6 separate regions of the Mus musculus genome follow, and regions 1, 2, 3, 4 and 5 are each linked to region 6. Evidence: chromatin contacts called from public capture Hi-C and promoter capture Hi-C data. All regions are on one chromosome and are shown on one strand. The core of a region is the stretch at or near the end of the contact, and the rest is flanking DNA. Distances in the headings are between cores, read along the strand shown.

Region 1 (2,832 bases), core at 229-2,728, 980 kb after region 6:
ATTTCAGGGCCTCACCCCCACCCCATCGCTGAGGTGCCCAGGGCGCAGCCACGCCCTCCCTTCCTCACCCCTGCCCACGCCACCATCTGCGAGGCGGCCGTGGCTGCCCTGCGGGAGGGAACGCGCCTCCTATTCCCTCCCTGATCTACAGGTGCGGGTAAACAGAGCTGCGGCGCCGGCCGGTCCGCAGCCTCCTCCCCGCCCCCACCCGCAAAGCTTTGCCCAAGGTTAAGTCGGCTTGCGGCGGGCTTCTGCCAGGGACCCCAAACCAGCTCCTGGGGGCTCTCGCTTCTGCTTCTCATGCCCACCGGACCAAGGATGGGGTCCCCTTGCTTCACCGCCGAGCTTGGTCCAGGAAAACCAGCCTACCTGGCCTGGCTCTGGCGACCACCCTGAGAGAGAGAGAGGAGAGCGCCTCGGGCATTTTCACTGTGCACCCCCCCCCCCGCGCGCCCCATTATGGACACGCCTTCCACCATCTCTTGGAGGTTGGGGGAACCCTTCCCCAAACTCAACGCCCTGGCCACCGCTCAGTCCTTGAGCCTTCTGTCCCCTTCTTCCGAAGCCCAAGGAGGGGTCGGAGGACACCCTTGCGGCCGCTACCTTTCCTGCCGGCCCCACCCAGATCCGCTCCCTCTGCCAAGAGCAGTGTGTGCAGTCTGCAGCATTCACCCGGCAGGGGCCTAGCCCGGGGACCGATGGCAAGGAGGTGGGGGTGGGGGGACAGGCGGGGCCCAGCAGCAGCCAGGGCCCGGGTCCCCACATCCCGCACCCCTGCTCCGCGCCACGCCACAAGGCAGACCCCGTCGCGAGCGTGCGCCCCTAGAGCATGTTCTCGTCTAGGACACTCCGGGAGGCTGCGGGAACTGAAGGTCCCAAAGCTGGTGGCCACGGGAACACCGGAGGGGCTCGGGGCTGGGACTCTCGGTGTTGTTTACACTTGGCGTAGTTAGCCTGGCAGGCCCGAGAGGCTCCGGCTCCGACACGCGGCGGTGGCTCCCAGCGCGCGGGGTCTCTGCTCCCGGCCTCCCCACCCACAACCCGCGCCCGGCCCGGCCCTCCGCGCCCCGCCGCTCACGTCTCGGAAGCGGTTCCAGTGCTTAATCTTGCCGCTGTACTGCGAGATGGACGACAGCCATTGCTCGTCCTCCATGAAATTGCCGGGGGTCTCGCCCTCCTTGAGCCCCTTGGCGTCGCCTTCAGCCAAGGCGACCACGGCGAGGAGCAGCAGCGGCAGAGCCAGCCGCCCGGAGCCTGGAGCGCGCATCGTGGTCTGGGCTTGGACCTGGGGGGGTCTGGACTTCAGCAGGATTTGATGTCCTTCCCTCCACCGCGCCACTGGCGAAGCGCTGCGGTCCTCCTCAGCCCTCCTCCTGCTGTCTGACTCCAGTGACTGACGGAGGGTGGGTCGTGGCTGAAATGTGACCTGGTTAGCAGATGCACTTGTCTGAAAAAGCCCAGCGCTGGACGCGGAGAGGGAGAGAGATTCAGAGAGGCTGCGCCAGCGGGGGCTGTGTCTGTAACTGTAGCATCAGCATCACGTTTGACATCATCATACCTGGTTAAAAAAAAAAAAAAAAAAAAAAAAAAAGGAGGGGGTAGATTTCAAAGCAGAGCGCTGGATCAGAGCAGCCAAGCCAGCCAAGCCGCAGCGCAGGGCTGCGCAAGTCAGTCCAGCTCTCAAGGAGTTGCAAGCCAGGGAAGCAGAACCCTGAGATGTCCCTGCTGTCTATCTAAGGGTGGACAGCAAAGAAGGGCTCCGGGGTCTTTCATAGGGCTGGAAAGAGGATGAAAACTCTCGGGTTACCAAGTCAGCTGGGCTCAGGTGTCTAAAAGGGAATCTGGCCACAGACAGTTTCTTCTCCCTTGGCCTCCTCCCACCCCACACCCCACACCCCCGAGTGGCCTGTGCCACCGCTCTGACAGCTGGCTCCCCGCGAGTTATGGCGCTTCGGTAATGGGTGGCTTCCTTAAGACAAAGGCGGTCTAACAACTGGCTGCCTCTGAACTATTGCTCCCCCTGGCCCGCCGCTCTTTTCAACGCATGGCCCCAACCCTGAATGGCTGGTGAAACATGGGCAGATGTCCTCCTCTTCCGCAAGCAGATGTTTAGGGGCTGTCACCCTTTTGTTAGCTTTTCCTAGGGCAACCCTAAAAGACACATGCGTGTCTAGCCATCTCATCTGCCTTGAGTCTGCAAATCTAAATGGGCCCAGCCATTTGCTTGTGACTTTGACTTCATGTTGAGTTTGATGATGCACTGGGGAAGGAGACAAGGCGGGAGGAGGCGGGTTCTGTTGGAGGCTGTTAGGTTCTTGTTAAAACTGTGACCCTTGTCATTGCCTATAGACCTGTGCTGCCTTACCAGCTGGGAAGGCTGGCAGCTGGGCACAGACCCAGGATCAGAACAGAACTGAAATTTACATTACAAATAAAATGAAGACTACGAAAAGGGCAAACCATATTAAACTTTTGGGCCCCAAGCCCTAGATTGTGTTTTTATAAAAGACTTGGCTGCTGTGATGTTAAAATAAAATAAAATAAAATAAAATAAAAATTAAAGGCAATGAAAGAACATGATCTTAATCAATAGGAAAAAACACAGGTTGTGAGGGTTACAGTCATCCAGGGCCTGGCATGCCTCCTGAGTGTTGGGTGCCTCAGTAGCCTGGGCTGGGTGGGGACCCCTGGGAAAACACAAAACAATAGTTTCCCTTCCTGTGGTGCTGCTGCAAGCTCCAGATACTGACATCTGCATCTCACAATGGATGCAGAGCCCTCCAGGCGGTACCAGGGAGCTTCACAGTGGAGTCCTTCTCATACGGACTGGAG
Region 2 (2,821 bases), core at 238-2,737, 550 kb after region 6:
ATCCTGAGTTACGCAGAAATTAAATGGCTTTTCACTGTATGAGACAACCCAAGGTCAGTTACAGATGGGGCTCTTCCGCATCCTCTTCTCCTTCTCCAGTGTTAGCTCGGCTTCACTCTCCACTCCCCAGATCTGATGTTCAGAGAGCCTGAGAGCCTTTGTCCTAGACCAGGAGGCAAGGACAGGTGAAAGGCCATCTATCTGAGGTAAGGCCTCAGGAGCTGGCGACCAGTGGGGCCGTATTGCTGAGCTGTGTGCTGTATGAGGCTGGCGTCTCTGAAATGTGTCTGGACACTTGTGTGCTTCAGAGGGGACTGGGGAGGCTGAGGGGACATCGTGGGGGAAGTCTGGCTTCATTGGGTCCTGCACCAGGGGAGCTCTGTCTTGTAGCTGTAGATTTGCAGGTGACTGTGATCATCAGGGCTCCACCAGAAGAGATCTTCTTAGGTAGCCCCAATAAAAGTGTGTCAGTGAAGTGCCCACTTTCAAGAGGGTATTGTATTAGTCCATGTCCAGGACTGTGAAAGGCTGGAGAGACAGAATAAGAGGGCTGGAGAGATGCCTCAGAGGTTAAGAGGATCTTCTTCCAGAGGTCCTGAGTTTGATTCCCAGCAACCATATGGTGGCTCATAACCATCTATACTGGGATCTGATGTCCTCTTCTGGCATGCAGGCAGAATAAATATAATAAATAATTTTTTTTAAAAAAAAGAAGGCTGGAGAAATGAATGGCTCCCTACATATACATGAGGACCTGAGTTTTCTCCCCATCAGCAACAACGTAAAGCTTAAAAAAAAAAAATAGATGTGGCCTCATGTGACTATAACCCTGGGGCGGGGGAGGCAGAGGCAGGAGGATCGTAGCCAATCTACCTGAAAGTATCAACTCCAGGTTCACTGAGGGATCCGGTCTTAAAGAATAGAAAGGGATTGAGGAAGCACTAGTTCCAGCCTCTGCCCTTCCATGCGCGCGCGCACACATGCGTACACACCAGGACTCAGGTGCACACAATCGCACACAATCACATCCAAATGTGGCCACATAGGTAGGCATGTGCATGTGAAGAGAGTGAAGAAAGAAATTGACTTAAAGGAAGGGAAGGTTTATTTGGGTTCACAGCCTAAGAGGGTTCTGCTCATAGCTGCTCGGCCTGTGGTGACTTAGGACATCATGGAGGGAATCATGGGCTTTGAACTCGTACTCAGTTCGTGGTGGTCAAGAACCAGGAAGACGGGGAGGGGATGGGAGGAAGGGAAAGTGCTCTTCCGCCTCCCAGTAAGTAGCACCCCAGGCTGTGGAGCAAGGATCTTTGACAGACACACACGGAAAATCTAATGGGTGGAAGAAGATAAGGGCTGTTGAAGGATCCGGGGGCAGGCCAAGAAGGGATACACTGCCTTCCGCAAAGGCTCCACGGGAAGAGAAGGAAGCACGGTTTCAGAGCCCCGCCCGGTGGGCGGGGCTACAGGGTGGGCGCTGGAGGGGTGGAGCCTAGTATTCAGGCTTTCTTCCCTCTGAGCTCCTGCCAGTCCCTCTCACACTCCTGGTTGGTAATCAGAACGCCCTAAACAAGTCAGTTGAGGTCTGGCGCAAACAGGCTAGGCAGAGCAGGCTATCTATCCTAAGGTATGGAGGCAGAGCAGCCTAAACCAGGGTGAGATGGGGAATGAGGGGGGGGGGGGGGGGCGGGGCTATGTGGGGAGGTGGGACGGTGAGGGGAGGTGGGGCAGACAGGAAGTGCCCAGCATGGTGCCAGTAACACTTACTGTGTCTCTTGAGACCTCCCTGTCCTGCCCTTAGGTGGCCCTGCCTGTACAGTACAAGAAGAGATCTGATAGGACAACCATAGCTTTTTCCTTCTGGGTACTTACAGGCTCGAAAGTTTATATTAGTAAAGCTGTAGGTCTGCCCTCTTCACACTGACCCAATGAGATAGTATTACCTTTAGCCTATGGAATGAGGAGGAAGGAACAGAGAGCTTAAGTAACTAACCCAAAGACACACAGTGAGGCTGGGATTCCAACCGATGTTCTGGCCATGCCTGAATGCTGGAAGTTATCCACTCTGGCCCTCAACAGACTTGCTTCTCTTTGAAGGGAAAGAAGCTAGGATGGGGAGAGAGGTGTGTAGGAACTGCTGGGTTGGGGCAGTACAAATGACTCCAAGCATCTAGGAAATGCATGAAGGATAATTGAGGACCAGTCTTCGTGGGATGTTCTATCCCAGAGCTACTGGGGAGCCATAAATGGCGAACAGGAGAGGGGCTTCCTGTTGCCTGTCTCCTGTTCCCATCAGCAGATTTCTGGGGGATATCCCAGTAGCCCCATACTTGGTGGCCAATAAAGAAATGACCAGCTTACATAGGACCTTAGTAACTCAGTGGCTGTGCTCTCTAGAAGCTCTGGTTGGCACAGCACAGCCAATGCCAGTGTGGAAGGGAAGCCTTTGATGTAACTGTTGGGATCATGTGCCTAGAATCAGCAGTACTTGAACCCAAGGCCTTGCTCACCCACCTTCTCGCTGTATAGCTTTAGACCAGCTGCCCTCTCTGTGCCCCCCCCCCCCGCAAAGAGCGTGTTTTCTCCAACGTGTCCAGAGCTTTCTACCGTGTAGAGAAATCTGCACAGCCAATGATGAGCCAGTGCTGCGGAGATGAGGGTGGATGGGTGGGTGGTACAGGCAGACATTCAGAATATAGCGCCTAATGCTGCTGAGATGTGCCCTTGTGCTCACAGGTGTTTACTGCTTAGCCTGTGTGCCAGACACCATCCAAGGCAGGGCAGACAGGGCCTGTGGCACTACAGGCCGTGAGGGAAGGGT
Region 3 (2,845 bases), core at 97-2,596, 830 kb after region 6:
AGAAAGAGAAAGCTTTGTTCTCAGAGCCGGGGCTAGGACGATTGGCTGGGCAGGAGCTCTCCTGCGCCACCTTTGCCCTGGACAGGGAGCAACGTGTGTTTCTAGAAAAGGCTTAATTTTGGAAGGCAGGTGGGGGCTCCTGGAGGGGTGGGGGTGGAGAAAGACTGCTCACCTGATAGCTCTCTCTCTCTCTCTCTCTCTCTCTCTCTCTCTCTCTCTCTCTCTCTCTCTCTCTCTCTCTCTCTCAAGTGCCCCGACACGCATCTTGCCTTCTGTGGCCTTAGGAGACCAGGTGTGTGCAGGGGGCACCTGGTGTGAGAAGGGGAGGCTAGCCCTCCCTCTCCCCGTCCTCCCTTCCTTCTTTTTTCCCTAGACAGGGTCTCTTCTAGCCCAGGCTGGCCTCAAACTCAGAATGTAACCTTGCATTCTTAATCCTCTTGTCTCTATTTCTCAAATGCTAGGGTCACATGAAATTCTGGGGTCACATGAAATGCCGGGGTCACAAGGAATGCTGGGGTCACAAGGCATTCTGGGGTCACATGATGAAATGCTACAGTCACATGAAATGCTGGGGTCACAGGCATGTGCTATCAGACCTCATTTTTACCATGCTGAGGGTGAAACTATGGCTTCATGCATACGAGGCAACCACTCTACCAACTGAGCCACATGTCCAGCCTGAGAGTGGGTCCCTGAAACTCACCTTTTTCCCCAGAATGCTTTTGAGAGGGACTAGGGACTCCTTCACCACACCCACTAATAGCCCTGGGCATCATCTTGGTGGGTGAGTGAACACAGAGAAGCTGTGGCCTCACCCTTGGTATGTAAGAGCCAAGTCACAGCCTTGTGAAACTGTTGCTCTGGGGGTGGGCATGGGAGAAGAGCACAGGGCCAGTGTGACCCAGGAAAGAGGAACCAAAACTACCAGGGTAAGACTGTCCCGGACCATTGCCCTTCTATACATGGGCATGGGCAACTCCAACAGCCACTAGGACCAGGGTTTAAGTTCAGTGCCCTGCCCCCCAGCATGCAGTGGACGACGTAGGTGACCCCCTTTACTCTATATGCCTATCCCCCACATACAGAAATGGCACACAGATCGGAGGCTTGCTAAAAAGGTTTCCTACCCTATGCATGCCCTGCACATGATAAGGTTCCAGATACATAGTGGGTCTGTGTCTTCCCCATGAGACCTTGAGATGTTGGCCTGGAATTATCCATAGCCCCATAAGGAAACTGAGGACAGAGGTGTCTCATGTGAGTGAGAAGGGTTTCTTTTGCCCTGTATATTGAGCCACTTGGCGTCTAGCTCAGCACCATTACCAAATAAGGAAACGTTCACAAGTGGGCTGTGGGAAGCTCAAACAGCGCCAAGGGCAGCACCATGCTAATCAACCAAGAGCCACCTCCAAGGAGCCTTCTCAGTCCTCTGTGCATCTGGGATTCTGAGACAGGGAGACATAGGCTACGGCAAGGGCAGAGGCAGGGGCAGGGGCAGGGGTAGGGGCAGAGGCAGAGGCAGAGGCAGGAGCAGGGACAGAGGCAGACAAGAGCAGGGCACAGGCAGAGGCTAGCTGTGATTCTCTTTGGCAACCACTTGACCCCTTTCTAAGCCCTCCTCACACCATCACAGCCCTGTAAGAGCTAAGTGAGGCTAGGCTAGCTTTATCTTACTGGACTAAGGAACGCCAGAGAGGTGAGGTGGCTGGTGAGAGTCATTCAATGCTTACTGGTAGTGTTGGACCTTGCAACAGTTCCTGAGCCTTCGTTTTGACACCCGGCTGGGGGCAGTCCCTTTTCTCAAGAAGTGTACCAGGCTGCAGAAAACAGGGAGAAGGCAGATAGATATTCATGTCTCCACTTCATGACCTCCCCTAGAGACAGCCATCATCTGTCTCTCTCTCAAAACAATGAGCACGTGACCTCCTGGCCTCCTCCCTGGCCTGGGATTGTGGGACTAAGATGAAGGTGATACCCCGGAATGCACAGAAACTTCACATGTCCCATCTCCCTCTGCCTGTGTCCTCTTGCTGCACACAGGAGAGACACCTCGCCCACCTGGCTCTGCAGTGGATGGATGCCCCTGTGAAAAACCTCCTGCTTGCAACCAAAGGGCCATCAGAACCCTGATCTTTCAGAGAACAGATGAGAAATACACACATTTGGTCAGGCAATGCTCATACGTGACAGTATTTTCAGGGATGCACACATTTGAAATATTAAAAAAGATTTGTTTGTCAAACCTGAAACCCAAAGCCCACCCCTAAGTGACACACTTTCTCCAACAAGGCCACCCTTCCAAAAACGCCATTCCTTATGAGTCTGTGGGGGCCATCTTCATTCAAAATGCCAGACAGGCATATGCTGGAATCTGTTCTTTTTGTCCGCAGGCAGGAGGGATGGCTCAATGGCTAGTTAAGAGCCCTGGCTGCTCTTCCAAAGAACTTAGGTTCAAGTCTCAGTACCCACATGGTAGGCCACAGTTGTCTGTAACTCAGTTCTAAGAGATCTGATGCCCTCCTCTGGCCTCTGTGGGCACCAAACATACACATAATACACAGGCATACATGCATGAAAACCACTCATACACATAAGGCAAATTTTTAATTTAAATTATTTATAATCCTTTATATTATATGTAATATAATATTGATATATTATATATAAAATGTTATATAATATAATGATATGTATTATATAATAATTCATAATTATTTAATTATATGATATATAATAATATATTATAATATATAATTACGTAATAATATGTATTATTATATGTTGTCTTAGTTAGAGTTTTACTGTTGTGAGCAGATACCATGACCAAGGCAACTCTTATAAGGAC
Region 4 (3,124 bases), core at 28-2,527, 560 kb before region 6:
AGAAATTTATCCTTTTTAAAAAGTGCAAAGAGCGAGAACTAGTTAAATTACATAGTGGTACTAAATTTAGTGTTTCTTAAGTTCCAGAGAGCCCATTTGATAGACTTCAGCCTAATCCAAAGTCAAGGAGTGGCTTTGCTCTCTACCCACAACCATCAAATACTTACCACCAATACATTAAATACATTAAAAGCAGTGTGTTTATTCTGCACATATAGCTTGAAGACAATTCCCAGTGACCCAAAGGGTCACTTTAAAGGACACTGAAAAACCTGAAGCCAACACTATTTCCATGGCGAAGTTTCTGCTAGGCACTCTCTGTTCATTCTTTCAGGAATGTCTGTTTGCCCTGTCCTGAGATTGCTGCCCATCCCTTCTAAATAAACACAAAGAGGTTACAAACTGGAAGGGCCTTTGCTAACAGCATCGCAAACCTCTGTTAGCACCATGAATGTATGTATATACCTACAAGCTAAGGGCTTCCAGGAGAAACCCAGGTAGCTTGCAAGCACCTATCAGGAAAAGGTGACACACGTGGAAGGCCGATCGACTCCGCCTTTCTGAGTGCAGGGCAGGGGTTGGATGCGGGGGTAACTAGTGGGTTCCGGCACCAGGGTTAAGAACCTGGCTGTTCTCCCACCAGGTCCTTAGCTAGACGTCACCTGTCTGTCTAGGGAGGCAAAGCTTTCGGTTTCCTAGAAGCACTCCCGGCCATCAGGGCTTCAGAGAAGCCTCACCACAATAAGGCTAGTGCCGGGAAGACCTGGGCCTCAGTTTCCCATCTCTTACAACACCGGGGAGGACTCGATCCTGTTCGGCACCGAATTAAGGTCTTGAGGAAATCTCTGTCCTCCAGCCGGCGATCCTGAGGACAATCCTCTTAGGCGGTCGGTATCACCTCCGGGCACCTTCTAAGGGTGACTCAGTGGTTTCCTTTCCCCATGTGGCCCAAGTTCGAATGTGTGGAGGGAGCGCTCGCGGTGGGCACTGGGATGGCGGCCCTCGCTGGTCCCGCCGCCCGCCAGAGGGAAGGGGACGCGTCCGCCCGCCCGCCCGCTCGTTCTGGAATGAATGGGCGACCCGGCCCTCGGCCTCACGCCACTCACTGAGGAAGACGCGGTACTCGAGGGTGAAGGGCGCGGCGCGCTCCTCGCTGCTGAAGCCGCTCATGGTGTCGGAGATGCACCGCCGCCGCCGCTGCACAGCCACACAACCACACAGCCCAGACCCGGAGCCGCTGTACGGAGGAGAAAGCCCGCGCCTGCGTACCACGAGCTGGCCCGCCGGTCGCCGGCGCCGTGCCTTTAATGCGTGGGGCTCGCCTTGTACCCTGCCCCGCCCCGCCCACCCGCGCAGGCGCACTCTGCGCGACGCGCCTCCTCACGCCCCGCCCCCGGTTCGCAACCTGGGCCACGTGGCAGGCGCCGGCTGCCCTCTGGAAGCGGACTGCGGGTTGGCGGCTCCGCTGGGACAGAACGCTGGTTACTCTCCTGAGGCTTGCGGGTCGCTCACCTTTGATTTCTCTCTCTCAGGTCCTGCAGAGCAGTTCCTTATCTCGGAAGGCCTTGATAAGCCACCTGTTCCCCAGGCAGTCTTGTCTTTTCTTGTTTGGGTTTCTCATAGATCTTCATCTGCCTCCCAGAAGCTGGGAGTGTGCTACCAGCCCCCCACCCCCGGCCCAGGGCCATCTTCATTAAAGTTGAGAGTTTGGCTGACTGGGCTCTGAAAACTATAGGCTGTGACTAATGTTTTCCCAAGTGGTAGGCAATGGACAAATTTGCTTTTACTAATCTCCCTGATTCAGTTTCTCATCTGAATTGTTGGGTGGGTTCTGCTTGGACCAGACTCAAGCTGATTACTCCTGAACTCCCCAGATACCGCAGATTTCTCTCCCCACTCCAGATCCACTGGGACTTGAAATTGAAGCTCTGGGAAGACCCAGGAGTGTGCACAGAACCCCTTGAGGACGTTTCTCAGGAGTAGCTTCTCGGAGCTTGTTTTCCTAGTTCTATTGCACCACCCATTGAAGTCCAGGCTGTATCCCTCAGAGTGTGCTGTGGACGTTGGGAACTTTCACAGTCCTATAAGGTTGTGTGTGTGTGTCTGTCTGTCTTTGTGTATCACAACTCTAATTATAAGCCACATATAGCGTCTCACACCTGTAGCCCCAGACCTCAGGACGCTGACTTTCTGAGACCAACCTGAGCTACGTAGTGAGTTCTGAGCCACCCCATGCTACAGTATGAGACTATCTTAAAAATAAGACAAATCTAACCCAGGAAATTATCCACATTTTTTTAAAAAGCAAATTTTAAATTATGATAGACAGAATATCTTTCTAAAATATTTCTTAACTATTTATCTCAAAGACAGTTTCCTTTCAACTATTTTCAAAACAATCTCTAATATATAAATGGAATGCATAAACCACGTATTAAGTGGAAGCCTAAGAAAGTTAATTTCTAAATTGGCACGGTGGTGTATACCTGTAGCTGCAGCACTTGAGAAGCAAAAGTAGGAAGATCATGAATTCAAGGTCATCCTTGGCCAGTCTGGACTACATGAGACTCCCGCCTCAAAAATAAATAAATAAATAAATAAATAAATAAATAAATAAATAAATAAATAAATGGTAACGATAAATCTAACATTAGTCCGTGTTCCTCCTTGTCCCTCCTTCCAGCTGCTCACTCTGCTGACACCCATTAATTTTTCAGAAGGCAACTCACTAACTTTTGAACACAACACCACAGTGTTTCAGAACATGAAGGCAATAAAAAAAAAAAAAGACAGAAAGAAAGATAGAGTAATAGCCTGGTTGGCAGTACAGTGTAGACATGAAAGCAGCAGGAATCTCTGTACAGTGAATAATAATAAGTAGATCTGGGAATATGTGAGAGGTTGCAGCTCTGACTGAGTCCCTTTGTCATCTTTTTGGTCTTTGAATAGACAGAAACAGTTTTCTTGGGAAAACCCTGATTCTCATCTTTGACTGAGTGGACAGAAGCGCCACACTGGTAATAAAAAGTAGCCACACGCACTTTCCCTCAGAGCCGGGAGAGGTGATAACGTCTCTCTGACCTCTGGACTCACACTCTATCTCTGATCCATTGAACATATTCAG
Region 5 (2,754 bases), core at 94-2,593, 810 kb after region 6:
TTTGCAGTCATCATAGACAACCAACAACTCAATGGTGGACAGTCAAGACAAGCTACCATTCTTCAGTATGACCTTGACGTGAGGCACAGAGCCTGGAGTTTTAGACCAAGGCCATCAGGGTCCTCCCATCTACCTAAGAAGGAAGAAGGAACCCAGTTAACTAGACTGGCAGTCAAATGAACTACATGTGTATTAGAAATAATTTTTCCAAGGAAACAGGTAAGGGGTATAGTGTGACTCAGTAGAGGATGTTCGTTTACCGTGTGTTACGATCCAAGTTCAATGGCCCATACTACAGAGAGAGAGAAAAAGAAGTCTGGTTTTGGTGGTGTGGGTGAATCAGAACTCACGAGTTATGTATGACACAGAGCAAGCAGGACCAAGTGCGTTTCTTTTCATTTTTCTTGCACAAAAAAAAAAAAAAAAAAAATCTCATACACAGTCCAGACTAGCCTTGAGCTTTCTGTGTAGCACAGGCTGACCTCAAATTCAAAATCCTCCTACCTATGCCTTCCAAGTGTGAGTCCCCTGGCGCTGCCTTGCCAACCTGCAGTGCTTTTAAGAAAAATCATTTTAGAAACACTTGCTATAAAATAAAGGCTGGCCAATGGCTTTGCCAGATCAAACAAAAAAATTAAGAGTTCCAATGCAATCGGGACTACACAATTCCCTCCAAGACCTACTACGCTCCTGAGTTCACACAGAAGCCAAAAAAATCACCCCCCGGCCCGGGGCAGACACAAAGACGCTTCCTGCAACTCCCATACGAGTGCAGTCTGGGACAGAGGTCACGGGCCGACCTGACCTGCAGGATGGGGCTTCAAGGCCATGTCTATCACCTACACCAGGATAGAGTCAACACAGCGACGGAAGAGGTCATCGAGTGACCTCTCCCAACCTCCATCCCAGGGAGAACCGCAGTCACCCGCAAGGCCTTGCACAAGGCCTGCACACACAGGACAAGACGTCTCTCCCACCTCCCAGTGGTCCCCCAGTGCAGAGAATCTGGAACAGGTCCCCCTCCGCCACCAGCCCCGATCTGCGCCTGCGCACAGCGAGGCCTGCCTAAGCGCGCCCCGGGAAGCGAGCGGAGGGCGAGGCCGGTACCGCAGGACTGCCCGGTTCCCGGGACCCAGGGGACGCTATAGCGTTCTTCTCTACCAGACCAGGGGACCCTTCTAAGCTCACCGGTGGCCAGAAGGCTGGCGAAGAGGGCGAGGGCGTACATGGCGCCGCTTCACTTCGCAGGCTGCAATGCAGAACGTCAGCTGACCAGACGAATATAAATCTACCCCCCAACCTCGCCGCAGACGCCAGTGCGCAGGCGCGGGCCCCGCCCAAACTGGGCGCAGCTTGACTCAGCGTCGCGCAGCGCGCCTGCGGGGAGGGAGGGTGCGAAGAGGAGCAGGCTGAAAACGCCCAGGGAAGGTGGCGGGAAGGCGCGGGTGGTGGTAATAAAAGAAAACCATATCTGGTGATTAAATCAAGGTCAGGCGCCGAACGGTATCTAACGCCTCTCTTTACCTTTGCAATGTGAGGAATCCAGCCCAGGGCTGGTACCAAGCCCTGAACTGCATCTTGTGCTCCCCCACCCCACCCCACCCCTGAGCCCCAGCATCTTTTAAGTATTACTATTTGTTTTTGAGATGCCGAGTCACTATGGCCTTGCTGGTCGACAATTCAGTGTCGCAGCAGACCTGGAACTCTCAACCTTCTGCCTCAACCCCTTGGAGAATGGTTGGGGGTTGGGGGGCGGGAGCAGGGATTTTTGTTTGCAGTCGCCGGTATTGAACCCAAGGCATTATACTTGATATCAAGTGTTGTACCTCCAAGCTGCACACCACCATTCCCCCCACCCTCCCAGCTCACTCCTTACTTTATTTTTGAAAGAGGGTGTCACCAAATTCCCCAGAAAGTCTCTGAACATGTAATTCTTCTGCCTGACCCTTGTACAGTGGTAGTTAGGGGTTTTTTGTTTGGTTGGTTGGTTGGTTTGGTTTGGTTTGGTTTTTGGTTTTTCGAGACAGGGTTTCTCTGTGTAGCCCTGGCTGTCCTGGAACTCACTTTGTAGACCAGGCTGGTCTCGAACTCAGAAATCTGCCTGATTCTGCCTCCCGAGTGCTGCTGGGATTAAAGGTGTGTGCCACCACGCCTGGCGGTGATTAGTTTTTTTGGTTAGTTTTTTTGTTCGTTTGTTTGTTTGTTTGTTTTGGTTTTTCGAGACAGGGTTTCTCTGTATAGCCCTGGCTGTCCTGGAACTCACTTTGTAGACTAGGCTGGCCTCGAACTCAGAAATCTGTCTGCCTGCTGGGATTAAAGGCGTGGGCCACCACGCCCGGCTAGTGGTTAGTTTTTTAAGACAGGGTTTCCTGTAGCCCAAAGAGGCTGACAACTGGCTGTGCAGCTGAGGATTCGTGTATCTCAGGCAGTCCTCGAACTTCAGTCACTTCCAAATCCTGATCTGCCTGCCTGTGCTACCATACATGTTCTGTTTGGTTCTAGGAACCAAACCCAGGCCTTCAACTCATGTCGGGCAATGACTCTACCAACTGAGTGGCATCTCCAGCCCCCATTTATTGTGATTCGTGCCGTGCTAACAGATGAGACTCAAGCACAAACAGGTTACAGATTTGCCTACATCTTTACACTCAGGATTCAAATTCACAGGCTGCCATTCTGCAGTTGTCAATCAATACAAACTCAGAAAACGGCAAACGAGAGACGCCTTTATTTGTGATCTTGGGAACTGCAGAC
Region 6 (2,848 bases), core at 222-2,721:
AACCTAGGACCACAGGGCCCAGACTCAAAATGGAAGTAGTCTGTCAAGGGCACCTGGCATGCTCATTACCCTGTTATACAAAGTGCCCACGGTGTGATCCCCCAGCACATACCAGGTCAGGTCCTGAGTGGACCCCTGGAAAACAGAAGTTAGTGTCTGTTCTGTCCTCTAGAGGAACGTGGGGCCCTGAGTCTAACAAGCTAGGATTGTGAAAGAGAATCACCCAGGGATACAGTGTTCAACTGACAAGGACTCAAATTTGGCTTGGGGAGCAGGAGGAAGGTGAACTGTGTCCTGCAAGCCACCCATCGTTTCCATACCCTGGGGTGGGTATCGAAATGGCCCTTTGGCTTCATGAGTGAAGGGATGAGACCCACTCCTTAGACCAAGAGATGCCAGTGGAAATACTTCAGTAGCAAGGTTATCAAGTGAAAGTCAGCTTCATTAAAAAAAAAAAAAAAAACAAAAAACCAACACTTCCTAGAACAAGAACATCTGTGACAGTTCTCAGGCCAGCAGTGGGGCCTACAGAACCAACACCAGTGTGTGTGTGCTCTCAGAAACAAGGGGCTCCAGCTCAGTGCAGAGATCTGCTCTGTGGTTAATGAAGGGGGTGGGGGACTTCCAGCATTGACCCTTCAGTGGGTGATAAGCGGGACACTTGTAACCAGGCAGCCAGGTATCAACAGGGCTCCACTCTTTAGAATTTTCCAGAACCAACTTTCAGGCTGACAATGCTCTGAACTCAGGTCAGAGGGGTAAGGGCCTTATTTGCTTAGGGAAGCTCTGTCAGCTTGTTAGTGTGGGCTGAGCGATTACTGATTATCCAAGCCTGTGGTGTCTTTGGGCCCAATGACTCTTCCCAGGCCTCAGCTGCCAAAACACCCTCCTATCCCTGATCGAGTACAGAGAACCCGAACCACGCTATTTGGTAAGGGTTGCAGGGAGGTCTAGGGGCTCCTTTCCTAGGGACCTACCTAAGATCCTGACCCACCACCACGCCAAGGTGGGACACAGCACCCTATCTAGGTGTTAGGGCGGGGCTTAAGGCCAGGGACAGCACTGGGTGCAGAGAGAACTGAACACCACCCCCACCCCCACCCCAATCTGGCAAGCCTGTAGGGCCAGGCAGCGCCACGGAGACTTGCCTTGCTGCCACACCCCGCCAGCAGACTAGGCCTGGGAGTTGGGACAGGCTAGGTTTCCAGGCCCACCGCCACCGCCCCCAAGGGAGGCCAGGCGACTCTAGCCCGGCTGGATGGCGCTGCAGGAGGCTCAGCGTGGCCCGCGCCCCCAGCATCGGAGCCCTAGTCGTCTCTCCACACCACCCCCCGCCCCCCACTTCCTGGTCTCCTCTCAGGGTCCACCAGACTTCCTGCGCTTACCATGTCCAGTGCGGGAAGCAGGTGGCGGCAGCGAGGGAGAGAGCAGCGGGCAAGCAGCAGGCCACCGCGGGGGCGGGGCAGAGATCCGGTGGCCGCGGGTAATAATTAACATGGGTCCTCCTTGCTCCACGCCCTTGCAATGCTTTCCATGCCCTGTGCTCTGTGAGCATGGCTGCGTGATGGGCTCCAGGGCAAAAGCTTTGACATCTCAGTACCTCTGCTCCCTCTCTGCCAGAGGACTCTGGGCACCAGACTGCCTGACCTATTGTTACAGTAACAACGACAACAAAAGCCACCCAGATAAATGTCACATACACTGGACTGCACATATATAAAGTGCACAGTTTTAACCATCTTAACAGAACAGAAGACTTTTTTAAAAAAGATTTATTTATTATATATAAGTACACTGTAGCTGTCTTCAGACACACCAAAAGAGGGCATCAGATCCTATTACAGATGGTTGTGAACCACCATGTAGTTACTGGGAATTGAACTCAAGACCACTGGAAGAGCAGCCAGTGCTCTTAACCACTGAGCCATCTCTCCAGCCCAATAGAAGATATTCTAAAGGGACTCAACGTATCCCTCCTTTGGGCTATCAGGCTATTGAAACAATGGAACCCAAGAAATCAGAATTTCTTCCAGGAAAGGCATGGTATGAAAAGGAAAAACTAAGGTCTGGTGCCAGCCAGAGAAGAAACTTGTCTACTGGAAAGATTTCACACCATTCTGGCAATTTGCCAGGCCACCTTGTTTAGTAAGGTATTCCTCTTGCCCGCTGTTTAACCTTGAGCCGTAGATTAGGTCCCAGTGGACAGACTTGGAGGCTCATGGACCCCTTCATTTCTCTTCCCAGTAAAGCTGTATTGAGTAAATCACCTTGCTTGCTGTTTTAATCACTGTTTTAATTTTTAAGATTTATTTGTGTGTGTGTGTGTGTGTGTGTGTGTGTGTGTGTGTGCGCGTGCGCATTTGTGTGGGTGCATGGATTTATGTGTACTGTGTGCTGTATGCATGTAGATGCCATGGAGGCCAAAAGGGAACATTGCATCCCCTGGAATTGCACTTAGGTGTTGTTGTGAGCTGCCTCATATGGGTACTGGAGCCAAATTCAGATTCTCTGCGAGAGCAGTAAGCGCTCTGAGCCCTCTCCACAGCACCTCTGCTGTGACTTGTCTCTTTCGTTGGCATATAGAGAGTAGTGGGTGAGCCCTGCTTGTTAGGACTGCCAGGGTCCAGGCTCTGACCCTAATAACTTCAGTGACATGGAGGGACATGTGCTTCTCTTAGGAATCCATCAGCAGGATTAGGAACACCTCTCCCTGTGCCACCAGATAGCCTCTCTCTTCCAGGGCTCCCCCTAAGCCAATGCTCTTCAATTGCTGGCAAGCAGGTTGCATTTTCTAGACATCCCCATGGCCCCATGCATTGAAACCATTTAGTTTATACTTACCTTTGAA

What was found. Promoter capture Hi-C pulls out the DNA fragments that hold promoters and counts their contacts. Capture Hi-C pulls out chosen DNA fragments and counts their contacts.
Region 1: a promoter capture Hi-C map of pre-B cells shows a contact between it and region 6, with 2.9 times the contacts expected there. The contact joins the promoter of Spock2 here to the promoter of Pcbd1 in region 6. A contact is called at or near these places in 2 of 39 promoter capture datasets (the C10 cell line and pre-B cells).
Region 2: a contact with region 6 is called in a promoter capture Hi-C map of embryonic stem cells, with 2.6 times the contacts expected there. The contact joins the enhancer-like site here to the promoter of Pcbd1 in region 6. A contact is called at or near these places in 6 of 39 promoter capture datasets (the 3T3-L1 cell line, the C10 cell line, embryonic stem cells and 3 more), 2 of 484 Hi-C or Micro-C datasets (cortical neurons and embryonic stem cells) and 1 of 9 other capture datasets (embryonic stem cells).
Region 3: a contact with region 6 is called in a promoter capture Hi-C map of liver, with 3 times the contacts expected there. The contact joins the enhancer-like site here to the promoter of Pcbd1 in region 6. A contact is called at or near these places in 4 of 39 promoter capture datasets (hippocampal neurons, liver and stem cell-derived epiblast-like cells) and 1 of 115 datasets of contacts at active chromatin or transcription factors (differentiating embryonic stem cells).
Region 4: a contact with region 6 is called in a capture Hi-C map of embryonic stem cells, with 2.9 times the contacts expected there. The contact joins the promoter of Ppa1 here to the promoter of Pcbd1 in region 6. A contact is called at or near these places in 1 of 39 promoter capture datasets (hematopoietic stem and progenitor cells) and 1 of 9 other capture datasets (embryonic stem cells).
Region 5: a promoter capture Hi-C map of embryonic stem cells shows a contact between it and region 6, with 2.9 times the contacts expected there. The contact joins the promoter of Psap here to the promoter of Pcbd1 in region 6. A contact is called at or near these places in 8 of 39 promoter capture datasets (the 3T3-L1 cell line, embryonic stem cells, hippocampal neurons and 3 more) and 6 of 115 datasets of contacts at active chromatin or transcription factors (the NIH/3T3 cell line, astrocytes, embryonic midbrain and 3 more).

The regions. Positions count from the first base shown.
Region 1 is chr10:60,104,903-60,107,734 of GRCm38.p6, reverse strand. It overlaps Spock2 (sparc/osteonectin, cwcv and kazal-like domains proteoglycan 2), which reads right to left and starts at 1,478. Exons shown (of 11, transcript NM_052994.2): 1 at 1,079-1,478. The coding sequence starts at 1,267. Gm51801 (a long non-coding RNA gene) reads left to right here. Exons shown (of 3, transcript XR_003949003.1): 3 at 1-375.
Region 2 is chr10:60,535,282-60,538,102 of GRCm38.p6, reverse strand. The region is part of intron 7 of Cdh23 (cadherin 23 (otocadherin)); the gene reads left to right. Among named protein-coding and RNA genes, the nearest start is that of Gm17455, 140 kb to the right of the region's middle. Within about 2 kb of position 1,487, at least 26 of the 459 cell types and tissues checked have an H3K27ac peak or open chromatin away from gene starts, as enhancers often do. A contact at or near this core is called in embryonic stem cells, where this site is marked.
Region 3 is chr10:60,258,807-60,261,651 of GRCm38.p6, reverse strand. No RefSeq gene overlaps it. Among named protein-coding and RNA genes, the nearest start is that of Psap, 17 kb to the left of the region's middle. Within about 2 kb of position 1,346, at least 89 of the 459 cell types and tissues checked have an H3K27ac peak or open chromatin away from gene starts, as enhancers often do. A contact at or near this core is called in liver, where this site is marked.
Region 4 is chr10:61,646,774-61,649,897 of GRCm38.p6, reverse strand. Ppa1 (pyrophosphatase (inorganic) 1) reads right to left here and starts at 1,277. Exons shown (of 11, transcript NM_026438.4): 1 at 1,107-1,277. The coding sequence starts at 1,170.
Region 5 is chr10:60,276,217-60,278,970 of GRCm38.p6, reverse strand. It overlaps Psap (prosaposin), which reads right to left and starts at 1,343. Exons shown (of 15, transcript NM_011179.3): 1 at 1,189-1,343. The coding sequence starts at 1,228.
Region 6 is chr10:61,087,954-61,090,801 of GRCm38.p6, reverse strand. It overlaps Pcbd1 (pterin 4 alpha carbinolamine dehydratase/dimerization cofactor of hepatocyte nuclear factor 1 alpha (TCF1) 1), which reads right to left and starts at 1,471. Exons shown (of 4, transcript NM_025273.4): 1 at 1,386-1,471. The coding sequence starts at 1,388.